Linked DNA regions of Mus musculus: region 2 is linked to region 1. A link is a contact called in public HiChIP or PLAC-seq data. All regions are on one chromosome and are shown on one strand. Each heading gives the region's core, a stretch centred on a gene start, on an enhancer-like site or on the middle of the called end of the contact. The rest is flanking DNA. Distances are from core to core; before and after follow the strand shown. Region 1 has its middle 27 kb from the start of Uchl1os. Region 2 overlaps Limch1 (LIM and calponin homology domains 1).

Evidence for each region. HiChIP or PLAC-seq counts read pairs in DNA pulled down with a chosen protein or histone mark.
Region 2: an H3K27ac HiChIP or PLAC-seq map of extraembryonic endoderm stem cells shows a contact between it and region 1. The contact joins two enhancer-like sites. A contact is called at or near these places in 5 of 484 Hi-C or Micro-C datasets (the N1E-115 cell line, cerebellum, embryonic fibroblasts and 2 more) and 2 of 115 datasets of contacts at active chromatin or transcription factors (extraembryonic endoderm stem cells and trophoblast stem cells).

What each region holds. Positions count from the first base shown.
Region 1 is chr5:66,702,331-66,705,636 of GRCm38.p6, forward strand. No RefSeq gene overlaps it. Among named protein-coding and RNA genes, the nearest start is that of Uchl1os, 27 kb to the left of the region's middle. Within about 2 kb of position 1,536, at least 13 of the 459 cell types and tissues checked have an H3K27ac peak or open chromatin away from gene starts, as enhancers often do. A contact at or near this core is called in extraembryonic endoderm stem cells, where this site is marked.
Region 2 is chr5:66,860,624-66,863,929 of GRCm38.p6, forward strand. All of the region lies in intron 2 of Limch1 (LIM and calponin homology domains 1), which reads left to right. Among named protein-coding and RNA genes, the nearest start is that of Gm52776, 32 kb to the right of the region's middle. Within about 2 kb of position 1,803, at least 43 of the 459 cell types and tissues checked have an H3K27ac peak or open chromatin away from gene starts, as enhancers often do. A contact at or near this core is called in extraembryonic endoderm stem cells, where this site is marked.

The DNA of each region.
Region 1 (3,306 bases), core at 286-2,785:
ACACGTGACCCACCAGGCTTTGAACTCAGATATTCTTGAGTGCTGGGATTAGAGATTAGCAGTACGTGCCACAATGCCCTGTTTCTAGTACTTGGGGTCCCAGGTAGGCTGAGTCCATGGCTGTGGGATTTATGGCTATGAAGCACTGAGCTTACGTTCAGAAAGCATCTGCATTCGTAGTTTTCTCATCTGAAGAAATATCGAGCTGGGGCTCTGTAGGAATAGGGGTGCTTCTTGAGTATCCCCCAAACTCACTGGCACTCTGTCCTGCTGGTTGTAAGCCCTACTTACTTCCCAGGGCTGGCCTATTGGTTTTTGTTTTTGTTGCATCCATTTCACAGAGAAAGTCAAAAAGATGTCCAGCACCGATACTAGTTTCCTCTGGCCAAAGGCAGCATCTTGACCTGTATGCCTGATACCCACTGTGAGGCCATTTTCTTATGTGGCCCGGTTCCAAGCTCAGCTGAGTCTCTCTGTTTTACAGCTATTGCTAAATGGAGAAAGCTGGACAGTGACAAACAGAAACAAGTAGAGAGAGGGGCCCAGAGGAGAGATCAAGGGAGTGGTGCTTGGTTTTGGACCCTGGTTCTAGTGTTCCTTGAGCATAGCCTGGTTTGGCTAGCCTCAAGCTCTAAGTGTGATTTCTGCAAGCTGGCAATTCTGCTTTCCACCTAAGTCCTTAGAAGTTTTTCTACCACCCAAAACGAGGCAAGCACAACTTCTACAGTAAATTCTAGCTGCCTCCAGGCGAGATTCTTTCTCTGGAAAAGACTTGAATGATTCATATCTCTGTATTCTATTTGATTGCTAGAAACCCCAAAACACACTCTTCATTAGAATTGACTGCAGGAGATAAAGGAGATCTGAGTTCAAGAAAGACTTAGTCTCCCCTCCCCCTTAAACTTCTCTCCCCAATCTGCCATTTATTGGCTCACAATAGGATGGTTTAAAAATAATTCCTCTAAAACTGACAATTAACTTAAACATTTTTTTTAAAGGACATTTAACACCTCCTATGTGCTAGGCCTGGGCCAGGGAGTCAGAGGCACATAGTTCCTTCTGGTAGAGAGCAGTGGAGCTCAAAGTGTCTGTGCATGCCATGCAGTAGCTCCTGGGGACCTGCTGAAGATGCAATCGGAAACTGTAGGGGGTGCGGCTCAGCAGTCTTTGTTTAAACAAGCCCTCTGGATAGTCAGGGTGATATACTCGGGGACTGAAGACTACACACACACACACACACACACACACACACACATCCAGCCTCCCTGCTCACTAATGGCACAGCTTGGGAACAAGACACAATCTTCGCTTCACCCCTGATATAAGTGATTGAAAGTGGAAATCGGTCTGTGTTTCCTGAACAACAAAAGCAGCAAGCCCAGCCCTGCCCCTGGGCCAGCAGCAGAGCTATGTGTGCTCCGGGCTTGCCTGCCCTAGTTTATCATACAGATAAGACGACACATGGAAATCACTTGGAAGGGTTAGTTCCTGTGGGTCTGGAGTCTGTCTTGGCAAGGCCTCACTCAAACCCAGTCTACCAGCCTGAAGCCTGCGCCAGGGCTGCTGTGGGAGGTGTCTGAGAAACGCCTGAGCTATCAGTCCTCTAACCACATCAGAAGAAAATTTCTCTTCATCCTCAGATAACACTTACCGCTTGTCAAGAAAAGAGAGAGAGAGAGAGGGATAGGCTGAGAACTAACAAATCTAAAAGTGTTTAGTGATATAAGAATTTTCCTATCCCCAGAAGTCCTGACAGCCACCAAGTTAACCCTTTCAGCTTTATATGGTACCTAATATATGGATATATAATATATAACAATAGATTATATATTACATATACACCATTAATATAACTATACATAATATATAATTATATAAATTATACCATATGTAATTTAGTTTATGTGTGTGCTTTGCCTGTATTTTGTATGTGTGTCACATGCATGTCTGGTGTCCAACGAGACCAGAAGATGTCACTAGATCCTCTGGAACTGAAGCTACAGAGAGTTGTAACCTGGGTGGTTGTTGGGAACCAAACTTGGGTCCTGTGTAAGAACAGCCAGTTCTCTTAGCCACTCAGCCATCTCTACAGCCCTCCTATGGAATTTTAAAAGTATTCTCATCTACCCTTCGCTGACCTTTCCAATTCCCACTTCCCGTCATTTAACCCGATTCAATGTGGACTTGGTAAGTCCCTGCCACACAAAGTGACTGTGAAGGAGAACTGAGGCTTGGTGCCTGCCCTCAAAGATCCACAGTCAATCAAGTAACCAACCAGGAGCAGGAAGTACACAGAGCTAGGTGCAGGAATTCAACAAGAAACATAACTTAACTCATGGAAGGAACGTCTGCTCTGGGGGTGGGGGACAGGTACAAAGCAAACGTGGCATGGACCGTGAGGAAGTAAGGAGTTCATAGAACAAAGGGCAGGTGACCCCAGGAGCAGAACCCCAGCACCGAGAAAAAGGCAGAAGGAGAGAGGGGGAAAGAATGAATAGGGGAAGAGGGAGGGAGGGAAATGGCCATACACGATACAGAGATTTATCTGAAAATGACGGCATATCTTGAAAAAGTCCCACATACCTGGCAGGGGGATCATTTGATACCAGGAGTTTCCTCCACCATATATGAGATGCTGTCTCAAAATAAATTAGAACCAACAAACGAACCAGGCATGGTGGCAGACATTTGTAATGCAGCTATCAGGAAACTGAGGTAGGAGGATTGCGTGGTAGAAACCAGCCTGGGCTATTTAATGTGTTCAAGGCTAGCATGACCCCTAACAGAGTCTTACAATCATGCCCATCTATTTATTGTTGCTCACAGTTTTGTCAAGAGGGTAGTTTTCTGGCTGGGGTTGCTGGGACTCCCTTGCACTCTCTCCCTTCAGCTGGAAGAGAAGCTGTGGGCTGCTGTGGGCTGCACTCAGCTGCGGCCCTGAGAGAGAGGGCCGGGCCCTGTTATCCGTGGGGTCTCAAGTCCTTACTTTATCTGCAGTTGCTCAGCATTCACAAAGGCACCGTGTTTTCTTACACAGTGGCGGGGCATCCCAAGACTATAAAGGCTGAAGCTCTTCTGCAAGGCCCATCCTTGGAGGTTACACTGTGTCTTCCGTCAAAGGTCACTAGTCCATCCATGTGGACATCAGTTGACTGGAGACCACACAATTAGAACAGTAGACACTCAGAGGCTTAGTGCCACGTGAGTGGAGAGGAACAGGGATTTGAGATAGATAAGAATTATATATATATATACATATATATAAAGAATTAATTATATAATATATAAGGTATATATTATATAATA
Region 2 (3,306 bases), core at 553-3,052, 160 kb after region 1:
CCTGCAGTACCTCCAGAAGGGGATATTTTCTGCCCCACCTTCTACCATGACGTCATCATTTAGACAGACCTCTATGGCATTTCACATAAATACGAGATTGGTAGATTATGGCCTTCTATGTATGTTTGTACTGGCCACTTTGCTCAGATAGTTTTATGTGTTTCGGTGTATTTTCAGAGAAACTGGATGAGCCCCCAAAAGGACTATGGGATTGCTGTAGCCGTGAAATGCTTATTCTCAAAAAGTGACCTCATTAAGCTATAGAGTTTGACCAATGCAGGCTACTATTTTGGTAAATCAAATACCCCTCCCCCCCTTTTTAAACCAAAGAGTCACTCAGGAATTTCTTTCAAGTTTCTCTTTTAACTTATCATTTTGAAGGATTTCACATGTATGAGAAAGCTGTAATAATATGTAGATACCTATCTGTCATGCCCCAAGGCATACTGATTACTCTCGTTTTGCCACACTTACATCATTTCTTCATGTCGACATGCCTCCGTTTGTACTAACCATTTGAAAGGGAGTTGTGAACACCACGAAACTCAGCTCCTAAACTGTCAAGTGTGCACCATCTAAGTGCAAGGACACACTCCTGTAAGACGTTTGGCCATGCCCGACGCTGTGTGAGAGGACACAGTGAACACTCAGTGCAGTTCGCTGTTCCTATTACTGTCCGTGGAACTAGGCCAAAAGCCAATTATGACGGTGACATGGTCGACGCCCCTCTGTGTCACCGTGCCCCCGGCTGCTCTCTCCCGGGGGCTGCCAGCTAGCAGCAGGGTGAGGGGATTTGCATTTTACTTTCTAGCTTCTCTTATCCAGTTTGTGAGCAAAAGCCGGGCAAGACATACTGAGTCCCTTACAAACTTGATCATCTGTGAGTAATGAACTTTGGCTGGCAGGGCTTGGGAACAAGAATATTGCTTATTTTGCAAACAATAACCTCGACTACTGTTCTGATGTCACTTCCTCGAGCGTCTCCAGTGAGCAGTGGTTCTTTCCTCTGGCAGCCTGTTTAGGGCTCTCCGGGCAGAAACAGTGGGTTTCTCTGTGGCTTTCTAAGGACTGTTTTTAACCTGACTCTAATAGTATCACAGAGCACCTTCCCTGCTGTGTAACTACATCTGTTGGTTACACTGGACCCCAGCTTCTTGAAAATGCTTTGATATATAGCCTTGTATTTGCCTCACTGGGTACTGGCTTGGCACACAACGCTTACGCTAAGCACTTGTTGAAACTGAGACCCAGTAGTAAAATCCATGCCTAGGGTATCAGTAACAACCCTTGTGTGTGTGTGTGTGTGTCTCTCTCTCTCTCTCTCTCTCTCATTCCCCTCTGCCTCACACACACACACACACACACACACACACACAAACACAAATTTTATACAAAGGACATATTCCTGAATATCAGTACAGTATAGAATGGAAGCATTGCTTTCTTCCTTTAAGATGGATTCTTTGTGGGACCTCCGTCTTTCTAGGAGGCAAAAACCTACATGGATGCGTTTTATTTTGTTAACACATTCTCCTGGAATGCCAACTTTGAGTATGTGAGTCTACAAATAAGTGACCCATAAGGAATGTCTCAGTGGATTTTTTGCCTCTGTTCTTCTGTTGCCGAAATAATCTTCTGGAGATAAGAAATCTGCTGGCCCACCCTTGTTTATGCTGTCCCTGATAAATGAGCTGCTTGCTCTCAGAAGGAGGGCTTGTCTTGGATTCCTGTCATGATTTCAGCATGCGATGTGGCGTGAACAGATGGGACTGGTCTTCTAGGGCAGATGGGGGTTGATGGTGCAGTTCTTCCTGGAGGATTTCTTATCATGTGGGGGCCTTGTGGGACACTGTCCATGCATAGCACAGCTCTGAGTGTAGGCATTGAGGGCCATAAGCAGGGAACGTGAGAAATAACCTTCAAAGACTTTATGATGTGCTTATAGAGTGATCTCACACATGCGCAAACACACATACACACACACATGCACACATACATGCACACATACACACACAAGCACACACATACACACATATACACACGCACACACACATGCACACACAAGCACACACATACACACATGCACACATACACACACATGCACAAATATACATACAAGCACACACACACACACATGCGCACACCACAATGTAGTGAGTTTGGAGGGGAAATCAGTGTCTCAATAAATGTAGACATGAACAAGATTTAACTTCCAGGATTTAATAAAGGATAAAAAGGGGGATATTGTTGTGGTTTGATACACAGTTATTCAGGAGATGATCTATCAGTTGGATCTTACTTCATATAGGCCAAAGGAAACGACAGTCATTTTAATACCATCCGGTTTTGTTTGTTTTGTTTACTCCTTTATATTTTCACAACACTTTTGGTCACAAAAACAATCAATTCTCTAACACCAGCCAGGCCAGGTGTCCCATAACTTAAATTCCTCTTAAAGATAATTTTTCAAGTTTTCTTTAATTTTACATGTATGATTGTTCAGGCTGCATGTGTGTATATGTACACATGGGTGCCATTGGAAGTCAGAAGAAGGCATTAGATTTACTGGAAATGAAGTTACAGATAGTTGTGAGCCGCTATGTGAGTGCTAGGAACTGAATTTATATTTTCCGCAAGAGCAATAAAGACTCTTTTATCACTGGGCCACCTCTCCAGTTCCCTCTTACTCTTGGCACTAGCTGGAGACAGTGCAGAGCACACGAGTTAGGGGCGCAGTGCCACAAGACCACACCCTAGTGTCACAGGTTATCCACAAGTGCTGTCTCACTCAGCTACAAATTGAAGGTGCTCATGGCCTCCTGTCTTAGGTTTTATCAGTTGCTAAAGGATTCAGGGGAGTGCCTTACTTATGTATAATAGTTGATCATAAGAGCTACTAAGAGTGAGCTATGATGAAGAAATGTTTTGGACAAGGTGTGAAGCAACAGGCATGGAGATGCTGTACCCTCTCTGGTCGGGTCACCCTACCATCTCACAATCAGCAATGCAAACTCACTTATGCTTTAGAGACTTTTTATGGTGGGTGATCGGTTTCTACCTTTCTGCTGAGGATCACCACTCATAACAAGAGATAATGTTGCTCCCCCCAACCCCAGGATATTCCATGAAGAGTTCTGCATCAAGGACCAGAATCAAAGACCAGATACCAGAGCAAGCAATGTACCTAGAATCTCTACTGCTAGGGAAGTTATAAAAGTTTAAGGAGATGTATGCCAGGGATCAGGAGTAAAGATGTATGAGAAGATTTTATTGTAAGCCACAACATCATGGCATCCTTTGGAGGAA